2 separate regions of the Mus musculus genome follow, and region 1 is linked to region 2. The links are chromatin contacts, called in public promoter capture Hi-C maps. All regions are on one chromosome and are shown on one strand. The core of a region is the stretch at or near the end of the contact, and the rest is flanking DNA. Distances in the headings are between cores, read along the strand shown. Region 1 holds the start of Cenpb (centromere protein B). Region 2 holds the start of Adam33 (a disintegrin and metallopeptidase domain 33).

Region 1 (6,533 bases), core at 410-2,909, 120 kb before region 2:
GTGTCTGAAGACAGCTATAGTGTACTCATATACATAAAATAAATCTTGGAAAAAAAAAAAAGAGCCAGAGGTGAGAGATGATTCCACAGAAATAGTGACTTCCACACACAACAGGATTGATACACATATGAACTCACAGTATGCACATGGCCTGCACAGGTTCAAGGCAGACCAGGTCCCAGCACTGAAAGGGAAAGTGGACAAAGTGTCCCATACCAAACCAAGATGCTCTCTGCAACTGATACCCACTGGCAAAGGGACAATCAGGGTTTTTTTCCCCATGGAATGTCAGAGTATATCAACCACACTCAAGGGCAGATCCACGCCCAGGTGTAGTTGGTCAACACAAAATGAACTCAATGGTATTTTTGTAGACTTTTTTGGGTATTTGTTTGTTTGTTTGTTTGTTTTACTGGTCTTTTGCTTGTTTGTTTTGAGTTTTGTCTTTGTAGAGTTCTCTCTCTCTCTCTCTCTCTCTCTCTCTCTCTCTCGTTTCTTGGGTTGTCTGGTATGGTGGTACATGCTTTAGTCCCAACACTGGGGAGGCAAAAGCAGGAGAATCTCCATGAGTTTCAGACCATAACAGGTCAATACAGAGTTCCAGGTCAGCCAAGGCTATATAATGAGACTCTGCTCAAACAAAACGAAAACAGGCAAGCAAAACACTGCACTGTGCGCACTGCCTCAAGGGTTCATCACTTTCGTGTTTGGTCCTGCAGGAGGAGGTTTTAAGATTTATTTGTACAGATGTTTATGTACATACGCATTTTTGTAGTTTTAGATATGGCTACTTGCATGGGGAGGGGGGAACCAATAACACCCAGATGTTAATAGTGTTTATGGATTTGAATTACTAGATCTTGTTTATTTTTGTTTTTCAAGAAAGTGGTATTCTGCATAACAAACAGCCCTGGAGACCAGGCTTGGCTCAACCTCCACCTACCTCTGTCTCCCTCATGCTGGGATTAAGGCATGCGCCATCACAAAAATTGCTAGAATTTTTAAAATGTCATTAACACCATCAAGTGGATTTAAATGCTATGTTGTCTTTACAATAACATAACTGCGTAACCATAGATTGGCTCTTTCACATTTGGAAGAGTATACACCATTAAAGTTCATGTTAGGTGTCTGAGAAAAAGGCGCAGCACTTAAAGTGCACAGGCTGCTCTCAAGAGGTTTGGATCCCAGCACCCATGTTGCAATTCATAATTACCTGCAATCCTACTCCTGTCTGAAGCCCTCTTCTGGTCTGCTTGGGCATCTGCATGCAGGAGCGCCTACACACAGGCAGACATTCACATGCATAAAGACAATTATTTAAAAAGAAGCATACAGACAATTGCATTTACACGTAGCAAAAAATCCTAATCGCTTGACGCCAACCAATTAAAACGCAGTCTAAGCAGCCTGATGCCAGCTAGCCGCCTCTGGAGGAAAGAGCAGACCGGAGAGCACCAAAAGGTCCCTGCGCATCTGTCCAGGTGCCTAAGTGCGTTTTGTCTCTGCCGATGACCTTTCCCGCGCGTGGCCGAGGCGCACAGTCCGGGCCTCAGCGCCCCCGGCGGCGGGTCCGGGCAGCGGCGCGGGGTCCGGGAGGCGGCGCCCAGCGTCCCCCCGCTTCCCGCGAGATCCCGCGCGCGCTCCGCCCCGCGCCGCGCCGCGCTCCCCGCTGGGCACGTCCTGCCGCCCGCGCCGCTCGCCACCGCCCGCCGCCGCCCCGCGAGCCGCTTTGTCTCGGGCGGGGCGCGCGGAGAGGCCACCAGGTGCCCCCCCCGCCGCGGGCCCGGGCCCCCCGCCCCGGGGCGGCGACGGCGGTGCCGGGCCCCGGGGCGGAGGGCGCGCCGGGATGGGCCCCAAGCGGCGGCAGCTGACGTTCCGGGAGAAGTCGCGGATCATCCAGGAGGTGGAGGAGAACCCGGACCTACGCAAGGGCGAGATCGCGCGGCGCTTCAACATCCCGCCGTCCACGCTGAGCACCATCCTGAAGAACAAGCGCGCCATCCTGGCGTCGGAGCGCAAGTACGGAGTGGCCTCCACCTGCCGCAAGACCAACAAGCTGTCCCCGTACGACAAGCTGGAGGGGCTTCTCATCGCTTGGTTCCAGCAGATCCGCGCCGCCGGGCTGCCGGTCAAGGGCATCATCCTGAAAGAGAAGGCGCTGCGGATAGCGGAGGAGCTGGGCATGGACGACTTCACTGCTTCCAACGGCTGGCTGGATCGCTTCCGCAGGCGCCACGGTGTAGTGGCCTGCAGCGGCGTGACCCGTTCTCGGGCGCGAAGCTCTGCCCCTCGGGCCCCAGCGGCACCTGCCGGCCCAGCCACGGTGCCCTCCGAGGGCAGCGGTGGGAGCACACCCGGCTGGCACACGAGGGAGGAGCAGCCGCCGTCGGTAGCTGAGGGCTACGCCTCGCAGGACGTGTTCAGCGCCACCGAGACCAGCCTGTGGTACGACTTTCTGTCGGACCAGGCCTCAGGGCTCTGGGGAGGTGATGGACCGGCGCGCCAGGCCACCCAGCGCCTTAGCGTTTTGCTGTGCGCCAACGCCGATGGCAGCGAGAAGCTTCCCCCACTGGTCGCAGGCAAATCTGCCAAGCCCCGTGCAGGGCAAGGTGGTCTGCCCTGCGACTACACTGCCAACTCGAAGGGTGGAGTCACCACCCAGGCTCTGGCTAAGTACTTGAAAGCTCTGGACACTCGAATGGCAGCAGAATCTCGTCGGGTCCTTCTGCTGGCCGGCCGTCTGGCTGCCCAGTCCTTGGACACCTCGGGCCTGCGGCACGTGCAGCTGGCCTTCTTCCCTCCTGGCACCGTGCATCCTTTGGAGCGAGGAGTGGTCCAACAGGTGAAGGGCCACTACCGCCAGGCGATGTTGCTCAAGGCCATGGCAGCACTCGAGGGCCAGGATCCCTCAGGCTTGCAACTGGGCCTTGTGGAGGCCCTGCACTTTGTGGCTGCAGCCTGGCAGGCAGTGGAGCCCTCGGACATAGCAACTTGCTTTCGTGAGGCGGGTTTTGGAGGTGGCCTTAATGCCACTATCACCACTTCCTTCAAGAGTGAGGGAGAGGAAGAGGAGGAAGAGGAGGAGGAAGAAGAGGAGGAGGAGGAAGAGGAGGGTGAAGGGGAAGAGGAGGAGGAAGAGGAAGAAGAAGGGGAGGAGGAAGGAGGGGAAGGAGAGGAGGAAGGAGAGGAAGAGGTAGAAGAGGAAGGTGAGGTTGATGATAGTGATGAAGAGGAGGAAGAAAGTTCCTCTGAGGGTTTAGAGGCTGAAGACTGGGCCCAGGGAGTAGTGGAAGCCAGTGGTGGTTTTGGGGGTTATAGTGTCCAGGAAGAGGCCCAGTTCCCCACTCTCCATTTCCTGGAAGGAGGAGAGGACTCTGACTCAGACAGTGATGAAGAGGAGGACGATGAAGAGGAGGATGAGGAGGATGAAGATGAGGAGGATGATGAGGATGGTGATGAGGTCCCTGTGCCCAGCTTTGGGGAGGCCATGGCTTACTTTGCCATGGTCAAGAGGTACCTGACCTCCTTCCCCATCGATGACCGAGTGCAGAGTCACATCCTTCATTTGGAACACGATCTGGTCCACGTGACTAGGAAGAACCATGCCAGGCAGGCGGGAGTTCGGGGTCTTGGACATCAAAGCTGAGCTGCTGGACATAGCTGTACCCCAGCCCAGATGGGCTGCTCCTGCCCAAGGCAGAGAACTCTGGGCAGCTGCTGGAGATGGCTGGAGAAGCCCAGGGCTTTCAGCAACGCTTCGCCAGGTTCCAGGCTCCAGGCTCTGAGACAGGCCCAGGGGCTGAGGTCCCCCTCACTGCTGTTGCCTCTTTCTCAGAATCCTCTTTCCTCCCCATTAGTCCCTGGGCTCAGGGCACTGGATGGGTGGGGAGCTGTCCGGTGCTACCACACCATGCCATCAGTGGGCTAGATCACAGCAGCAGCCAGGGTTGGGTCCTGGAAGCTCTTGGCCAGAGAGTGCCTCTCCCCCTGCCACCCAACCAGGTCTTTGGTGGGGGGATCCCAAAGCCATTCTGGAAAGGGCTCCAGAGGAAGGTCTAGCCTAGGCCCCCACAAAACTAGCAGCCCCCCTCCTGCATCTCTAGGCTAAAAGAAGCACAGTGTAACTTAGGGCGGGCTCCCGAGCCTGCCTCTGCCTGCTTTCCACCTCCCCAGATCCCTTTCTCTGGCCCAGTCTTTGGCCCTTGGTTTTCTTTCCAGATTGGAGGTTTCCAGGAGGCCCTCCAGGGGCGTGACAGCAGGCACCTCCAATCTGGGTAGCTACAGGCCTCTGCCTCATCCTCTGCAGACCCCCATCCTGGGCAGAGGGGCCTGGGGCTGGGCCCAGAGTCCAGCCACCCAGGTGCTCCTTTCCCAGCTTGAATTCAATAAATCTGTCCACTCCCCTTTTGTGGGAGTGAATGTTTTAACAGCCAAGGATGCATCCTTCATGGTCTGGGCTTGCGTCTATCTTGGGGGACACATCCCTTCCCGATTCCCCTTGGTTCTTGCCGTTAGCGGGACATGGAAGCAAGGTTTGAGTAGATGGACGTGACTGGGGTGAGTGGCAGGCGGTGACACCCACATCTAAATGTTACAGAATTCTGGGGAAGGAGGGTGTTACATCTTTTTGATAGTCTTGAGGAACCTTAGCCTTAAACTTTGTTAGTGAGAAGCTCCGGGTGGGGTAGGAGATAGGGAGCAGGTCAGCCCATATGCACCTGATGACCCAGCCCACCAAAGCTAAAGTCAGCAGGAACAAGAACAACTTTGGGATGGCTGTGAGCCAGGTTGGAGCTGGAGGTGCATACAAGGCACCCTTATCTTACCCTACGAGGGAGTTCTTCCGGCCTTTGATGGACATTTTCAAGCCTGTTAGCCACAGCACAGTAACAGAAGGCAAAGTTACTGGGAAACAAATTGCAGCCCCATGAATTGGTAGCTCGCTGTGCAAGGCCACTCCCCCCACTCCAGTCCAAAGGTGAAGGCGGCATGCCCTTCTTTCAGTGCCCAGCCCCTCCCCTCATGGCTCTTCCTTTCTGAGGCCTTCAGGTTCCAGCCAAGGAAAAGCCTGATCAGGGTAGTACCAAACCGGTTTTCCCACCTTGACTACTGCTGGCATATTACCCCTGGTAAATCCCCAAACCCAACATAGCCCAGCCACCAAGTTCTCCCTACCGTGGAATGTAAAGGGGTGGGGGATATCTAAGTCCCCCTTTGTGCCTTGTTTGCCTTAGGTGGGGGCCAGAAGGGTTGAGTCTTGTATTTCTAACACTAGGGGATTACCTCCCTTGGAAATTTGTTTTGTATTTTTTAATGCAAATTTTGTTTTTATTTATATTAAGGTAGGGAGGAACCAGGGCCTATAGCAATCCTGGTAAGTGTCTCACGGCCGAGCCACACTTCCCCTTGAAAGTTTTGAAACAAAGTCCACAAAGTCAAGCAAAGGGGTTGAGATTCCATATGACATCACCCCCTTCCTCTAGTTGGAAGCCTGGAGGAGAGGACCAAAAAGTCTAGTCTACCCTGTGGGCTTGCTCTGGAGTAAGTAGGAGGGAGCAGTGGCCTTTTCTCTAGATGCCCCTGGCTAATCCAGGACCTTTGTCCCAAGTTCCAAGTCAAATCTCTTTGGTCTGTCTCCTGCCAACAAGAATCTCTTCTACTGGACTCTTATGATTTAACACAAGCTGTTGCTAATACGGCCCCTTTTGTGTGCTAGGTGCCAAACACTCAGGTGCCCTTATGAAGTAACAAAAGCCATGACAAACAGGCAGAGAGCTTCAGTAATATGCCCAGTGCCACATCCATTAGTCTATTGGAAGCAAACTTTCTCCTTCCTTAGGCAGGCTCTAGAAGTACCCCTTTAGTACTGTGTTTCTTCCCTAAGGAGGGACCTGTGTTCCTAGCCCTCCTGGTTGCAGAAATCAATTTCCAGTTCAGACCAGTTCAGACTAGCCTTTAGAGGGAAGCAAGGGCTGTGACCCTGTCTGTAGAAGCTCTTGTCTTCAGTGTACAGTCGACGTGCAGTCCCCCCAAACCCATACAAATTCAAGATGCTTATACTTGTAAATTACTTTCCAAGTACATCTTTGGGACAAGAAGATGAAAACTGTTTCCATTTTACAAAGGAAATAGGGTTAAGGAATTAAATGACCTTCCCTAAGAAACTGGCTTTAATCTGTTCTCCCTGGGAGTCTGGGTTACATATTAAAGGCTCCAGTAGAGCACATTGCTGGGATGAAGAAATGGCAATGACCTGCAGAGTTTCAGGGGAGGGAGCTGTCGAGAAGCACTATTAAACAGCCTTTCAGAGGCAGGAGAGATGGGTTAGTAGCTAAGAATACTGCCTGTGCTTCCAGAGGATCCAGATTTGGTTCTTAGCACCAACATGGTGGCTCACAACCATCTCTAAAACCATTTCCAGGGGGATTCAACACCTGTCTTTTGAGTGTACCCAGCACACACATAGTACACATATATAAATACAGGTAAAACACCCATACCCATAAGAAAATAATTTCCAAATAAACAGC
Region 2 (6,475 bases), core at 2,221-4,720:
ATAATTACTTAGCTGTAATTCAAGCACAATATATACACATGGTAAGTGTATTAGCAAAATGGCTTTCTATGTAATATAAATAAGATAAAAAAACAAACAAACAAAAAACAAAACCAGAAATACCAGCACTTCAGAGTACCCCACTCCCAACCCCTGCCCAGTGTAGCTGCTAACTTCACTAATCAAGTTAATTTAAAAATCAAATATAATACCACAGATTTTATTTTTCCTGTGTTTCTGCTTTATACAAATGGTATCATATTTTAAACATGAGAACATTGTGAGATGACTAGCCAGTGTCTGTCTGTCTGTCTCTCTCAGATATTTATTTATTTATTTCATGTATGTAGGTACACTGTCACTGTCTTCAGACACACCAGAAGAGGACATTGGATCCCATTACAGATGGTTGTGAGCCACCATGTGGTTGCTGAGAATTGAACTCAGGACCTCTGGAAGAGTAGTCAGTGCTCTTAACCACTGGGCCATCTTTCCAGTCCTGACCAGTGTCTCTTAATGGTGAAATATTCTTCCCTTGGCCCTAGCATTTTATCCTTGGGCATTTTCTCAGGAAAAATGAAGGCGCGTGTCACCCTGAGATTTGTACTAGGATGTTCATAACAGTGCTACCCATCAGCCAGGAACTGAAAACAATAAATGCTCGGCAGCAGGGGAATGACCGAGTAGACAGAGCTACGCCCACACAGCTATGAGAGCTGTGCCTACAGCTGAGTGTGGTTCTCAGACGGTCAGTGGGAGGGGCTGGCAGCGATGGCTGCCTGTGGCAGTTACATGTCCTACCGCTCTATTAAAGGAGCTAACAAAGGCAACCTTAAGGAAGGAAACATTTATTTTGGGTCACGGTTAGTAGGCACAGTCTCAGAGTGGTTGGAAAGATGGCAGCAAGTGTCTCTAGCTGAGGGGGCAGGAGTGGGAGGCCCTGGTCACTTTGTGTCGGCGAGGAAGCAGACAGAGAGGTGGGGGTGCCGTTTGCTTCTTACTTTCCTCTTCCTACCCAGTCCAGGATGACAGAACATCAGGTATTGCCACCCACATTTGGAGTGGGTCTTCTGGTCTCTGTTAAAACTCTCTGGAAACACCCTCACTGACCTGATGTGCCCGGAACAAGGTGATTCTCAGCCCAAGCAAGTTCACAGCGAAGACCAAGGACAGGTATAGTTAAGGAATGGGATAGAAGTCAATACAACAGCCACTGGTGGGCAAAAGGGATGGGCGGGAGCCACAATGGAGATTCGAGAGCCAGGGAAGTGAGCAGGTTCACTTTGTGAAAATCTCACATTTCTGAATCTATATTTTGGAAAGAAAACTTAATTTAAAAAAATCTGCCACTTTTCCTACGCCTTGTGCTGTGTATCGACATGGGAGGATACCTTGAGGCCAGGAGACTGAGATCAGCCTGAGCAACACAATAAAACCTCATTTCTTACAAAACAGAACAAATTGGGTGTGGAGGTGCACGCCTTTAATCCCAGCACCCAGGGAGCAGAGCCAATCACCCTTGTAACCATCTCAAATTCAGACCCAGGGGCTGTCTAGCGGCAGAAGAGTCCATGGAACACTGTGACCATAGTCATACAATTGGAAACTACTTATCGACAAGAATAAATGGCCATAGGTAATAGGCAATAGGTTGGGTAAAACTCACAAATTGGGAAAATACAACCCATACTCCAGACAAGGGCCAATCGCCTTTAAACATAGAGGTCCTTTAAACTGTTAAAAGAAGGACCAACCACTCACTAGAAAAATGAGCTACACATGAATATGTTACTATATTTAAAAAAAAAAAAAACCTGTGTCTAAAACAGCAGCTTATGTAAGAAATTGGTAGTAGTGGCTTTCTGTGGGGAAGGAGTACCCAAAGGATGGAGACTAAAGGAAGACTCTCCTAAGCATTTTATACCTTCTCCCTTGTTTGCTTTGTTGTAGTGGTGGTGGTTGTTTTTGATTCTTTTTTGTTTGGTTGGTTTTGGTTTTTTTCAAGACAGTGTTTCTTTGTGGAGCCCTGGTTGTCCTGGAACTCACTCAGGCTGCCCTTGAACTCAGAGATTCTCCTGCCTCTGGGCTTAAAGGTGTACCTCACCACTGTCAGGCTTGGGTTTGTTTTTGAGACGGGGTCTTGCTGTGTAGCTCCAGCTGCCTCTGAAGTGCTAGAATTACAGACATGAACTACAGATATCTCCCAGTCTCCTCTCATTCTCCCTCCCTGCCCCCTTTGTATACACATTCACCTGTGTGTGCATGTGTGACTCACTCTGAGTTCTTCCAGTGTTACTCTCCATCAGATTTTTTGAGATAGGGTCTCTTACTGAACCTGGACCTCAAACATTTGCCTGTCTCTGTCCAGTCCAACACTTGGCTTACAAGTTTGTGCAATGGTTCTGGCTTTCTCTGATTGCTGGAGACTTGAACTCAAGAACCAACGCAGGTCCTTTACTTACTAAGCCTTCTCCTTGATGACACCCCTCACCCCACTGCCACACACCAGGTCTCCAGGCTGATCTCACACTTTTTCCATATAGGACTTTGAACTTGTCTTTTGCCTCTCTGCTGGGATACAGGTGTGTGCTGCTACACCCAATTTATGGGATGCTGGGGATGGAACTCAGGGCCCCAATCTTGTATCAACTGAGGTGCGCTCGCTCTCTCGCTCTCATTCTCTCTCTCTCTCTCTCTCTCTCTCTCTCTCTCTCTCTCTCTCTCTCCCCCCTCCTTCCCTTCCCTCTCTCTTCCATGAGACTTCTTTCTATATTGCACAGGCTAGCTATCTTGAGTGTCCTGTCTCGATCCAATTGCCTGACCTATCATACTGGTTTTCTGTTTTTGGTTTTGGTTTTTTCGAGACTGGGTTTCTCTGTGTAGCCCTGGCTGTCCTGGAACTCACTTTGTAGACCAGGCTGGCCTCGAACTCAGAAATCCGCCTGCCTCTGCCTCCCGAGTGCTGGGATTAAAGGCGTGCACCACCACGCCTTTAATCCCAGCATTTGATGTTCGAATCGTATAAATGTTTTTTCTTCTGCCGTTGGAACTTTTACATTCCATATTCTCAGAACGAAATTATTAATCATCTTATTTCAAAGTTAAATCTCTTGCTATCCGAAATCATACCAAGTGTACGAAGTGATCTTTTCAACACGAAAGCAATGTCCTTAAAATTTGGGAAAGGGTCCCTCATGCCTGGGGGTCTGTGGTATAGAACAATTCTGTCCTGGCCATCGCTGTTCCTCTGCCCTGTGCCCACCACTGCATTGCCTTTACCAGGAACCACAGACTTCAGCAACGCGGCCACCACAAGACCCCTAGGTACCCAGATGCATCTCAGCTGCAGTGGGACAGCTTCACTGCTGTGGGACACTAGGTGCAGGTAGACAGATCCTGGGTAGAAAGGAGAATCCAGATGTCACTAGGGAGACTGCGACCAGAGATGTGTGCTAGGCAGACAGAGCAGCTGTGGGGATCACTTAGCTAGTGCCTCTATTCAGCACCAGAGAGGTTCTCTAAGAACCTTCCCGGACTTTCCGCCCTCGCCTCCCTTGGCCAGCGTGGATAGGATTGTTGCAGATAACGCCAGGGAGGGTCATCCTGGCTCCCGCAGCGCGGACTCCTGTTTTGCGGGCCAGGGTAGGGCCACACTCCTGCGCTCCTGTGAGGTGGCGCGAGGCCCGCTGAGGGCGGGAGGAGGCGGCCCCCTCTAGCCGGGGTGGAGCCAACAGCACAGCAAGAGTGAGAGGGAAAGGCACTCCCAGCCATGGGCTCGAGGTGCGGGAGACCCGGGGGGTCTCCGGTGCTGCTATTGCTGCCGCTGTTGCTGCCCTCGTGTCCGCTGCGGAGCGCTCGGATGTTTCCAGGTGAGGATACAGGCGGCGGGGGGGGGGGGGGGGGGGGGCGGCTCTAGGGCAGGGTGAAGTGGTGGTGGTCATGGGTTCCAGTGCAACTACAGAACATAGAGTTCCCGACCCTCGGCTACCTGGCCAGGACAGGATGTGGGAAGGGTCTGTGCTCCTGGTAAGGGTTGGCCCTGGAGCAGACTTGCCCACACTTACTTAGCAAAGCAAATAGGCAACACTACCCTTTCCTCAGTGCTGCCCAGCTCTGTCCGGAAGCTTCTGCACTTCCAAACTGCCAGGCCAGAGTGTCTCCCTGCTCCTGGAAGGACCTGGGGTCCTTGGAGTCCTGGTCTGCCCACAGGCCTAGCTGTCTCATTCGGCTCGTCCTCTTCTCATGCTGGGTCTGGGCAGTGTGTATGGTGTTTATACAGTTGCCTTATGTGGCAGTTCTTCAAACAGGGGTGTCTGCCTAGCCGTGCCTGGGGCTACCACTTTCTCTTCCTACTGTAACCTCTCCTTACTCCGGGACGACAGGGCTCTTAGCATCTCCAAGCCTGTAGGGTGAATCTCCAAACTCCACATAGCAAGCACTAGGCTGGCCAGAAGGCAGAAGGACCACCGGGGAGGAGGCAGTAAGGGCTGAGGGCTGGATATTGGGCAGTCTGGAAACCACCCCATATCTGTTGACTGCTGCTTCCGTAAGGCTTCTGAGGGGGCTGACTGACAGCTGTATTGCCTTTAGCCTGCGGATAGTTAATGGTGAGGAGAGAGAGCCTCTGTGTTTCCTAATGCAGACTGGCTTCCTCAGTTTCCACTTTAGTCCACCGGACTCCTAGCTTGCCTCCTTCCTTGTCTTGCAGGGCTGCACAGAGAACACTCACACCTGAATCCTTATCCTGCACCCTTGGTAATCCGAGGCCAGCAAGACTTGGTTCTCCATACTCAGTTAAGCCTTCTCTTGGCGGAGAGATCTTTAACCTCCAGGAAGGCTTCTCTGTCCTTCCTTCTCCTCCTCTCCCTTCTCTCTCTTCAGCCTCCATTCCAAAGCCACACTTGCACATCCCCACTTGCACATGGCTCACTAATTACGAAGCACATGTGACTTTAAGGACGAGGTTCCTGGAGCTGCTGCTATTTCAGATTTTGAAAATGTATATGAGCGTTTTGCCTGCACATGCATCTGTGTACCGCGGAGGTACCAGGAAAACCTGGGGGCCGGAAGAGAGAGGCGGATCCCCTGGAGCTGGGGTTACAGATAGTTATGAGGCACCATGTGGGTGCTGAGAACTGAACCCGGTCCTCAGGAAGAACAGCGAGTGCTCTCAATCCCCGATCCACCTCTCCAGCTCCCATTCCAGAATCTTGATGTCTGGGATCTAGGGAGGCGGTGGAACAAGGAGCTGGGATGACCCAGGAAGGGCTGAGCCAACAGAGCTCTCCACTCAGGCAAGGCCAGAGCTGGAGTGGCTGGGGTTTCTATGTTTTTTTCCTTTTTTTTTCTGTAACCTGTGCCAACTGGAAGATGCAGCGGCAGAGGGATAAGTGGGCTTGCTGCTATCTCTGCAGGAGCTTGGCTCCTGCAGGATAGGTCCTGTGAGTGTTTCTGGGACCAGATAGGAGAGGGGAGGTAGGAACATTCCTGAAGAACATTCCAACACCGTCTGAGTAATGCTTGGCTCCGATTCTCTTCCTGGAGCCCCTTGGAAACGCCTGGCCCAGGATCACTGAGCCTCTGAACCCTAGCTCCTTCAGGTTCTGGGCCAGGTCCGTCAGAGTCCCAACACCAGCATCAACCCTAATGGGAGTCAGGAGCTGTGGGACAGACATTTGGTGGCTGTCTTACTCAGATGGCAAAGGAGGCCTCCAAACACCTCCCTCACCATAAAGGCATCTACTACCCAGTCTAAAAATACCCAAGGCTGCCTCCTTCTTCCCAGCCCCTCTGCGCTGGGGTCTGGGCTTCTTCCCGGGACCTCTGACCTCAAACCAGCTCTCTAAGCTCTGGCCGCTTCAAATTCCCCAATGGGGATGGTTCCTGGTGCCTCGGTTTCTCTTTTGCCACCTCCCTGGTTGCTTCTCCATTTAGGGGATGCCCCATGAATACCAAATCCTGGAAGTGCTACACATGGAGTCCAGCTTTCAGGACCCCTCCTTCCCCGATGGCTTCCTGCTCCTAACTGCAATTTTAACACTATTCTCTGCTTTCACCCCAGGAAATGCCCATGGAGAGCTAGTCACTCCCCACTGGATCCTGGAGGGCAGACTCTGGCTCAAGGTCACCCTGGAGGAGCCGGTAAGTATCCGTTATCCTGTCCTTATTAGGGGCCCTAGGTCTCCCGCTCTCTGTCCTTTCCCCCAAATGCAGCGTGACAGTTTTTCTGGGGTTCTCAGAACCAAATCACTGTACCGTTAAGCCACTCCCTGTTGGGTGGGTGGGACAAAGAGACATCTAGATGGCGTGAGGCTGCACACATGGAAGTCATTTTGGGCTTCCTCCCTCCCACCCCCTTCTATTCCTGGCCCTAACCCTCTTCTCCATGGGGGAACATTCAGGCCATGCCCACTCAACTAAGCAAAGATGAGTTCATAGTTTGGGGCCTAAAGCCTTTCAGGAGAGCTCTGTGTGT

What was found. Capture Hi-C pulls out chosen DNA fragments and counts their contacts.
Region 1: a promoter capture Hi-C map of adipose tissue shows a contact between it and region 2. The contact joins the promoter of Cenpb here to the promoter of Adam33 in region 2. A contact is called at or near these places in 6 of 39 promoter capture datasets (the 3T3-L1 cell line, cranial neural crest, frontonasal cranial neural crest and 3 more), 8 of 484 Hi-C or Micro-C datasets (the G1E-ER4 cell line, Sertoli cells, bone marrow-derived macrophages and 4 more), 13 of 115 datasets of contacts at active chromatin or transcription factors (the 230-238 cell line, the NIH/3T3 cell line, bone marrow-derived macrophages and 6 more) and 5 of 9 other capture datasets (adipose tissue, embryonic stem cells, liver and 2 more).

The regions. Positions count from the first base shown.
Region 1 is chr2:131,175,193-131,181,725 of GRCm38.p6, reverse strand. It overlaps Cenpb (centromere protein B), which reads left to right and starts at 1,659. Exons shown (of 1, transcript NM_007682.3): 1 at 1,659-4,437. The coding sequence starts at 1,850. The coding sequence ends at 3,649.
Region 2 is chr2:131,060,809-131,067,283 of GRCm38.p6, reverse strand. It overlaps Adam33 (a disintegrin and metallopeptidase domain 33), which reads left to right and starts at 3,470. Exons shown (of 21, transcript NM_033615.3): 1 at 3,470-3,869; 2 at 6,062-6,141. The coding sequence starts at 3,770.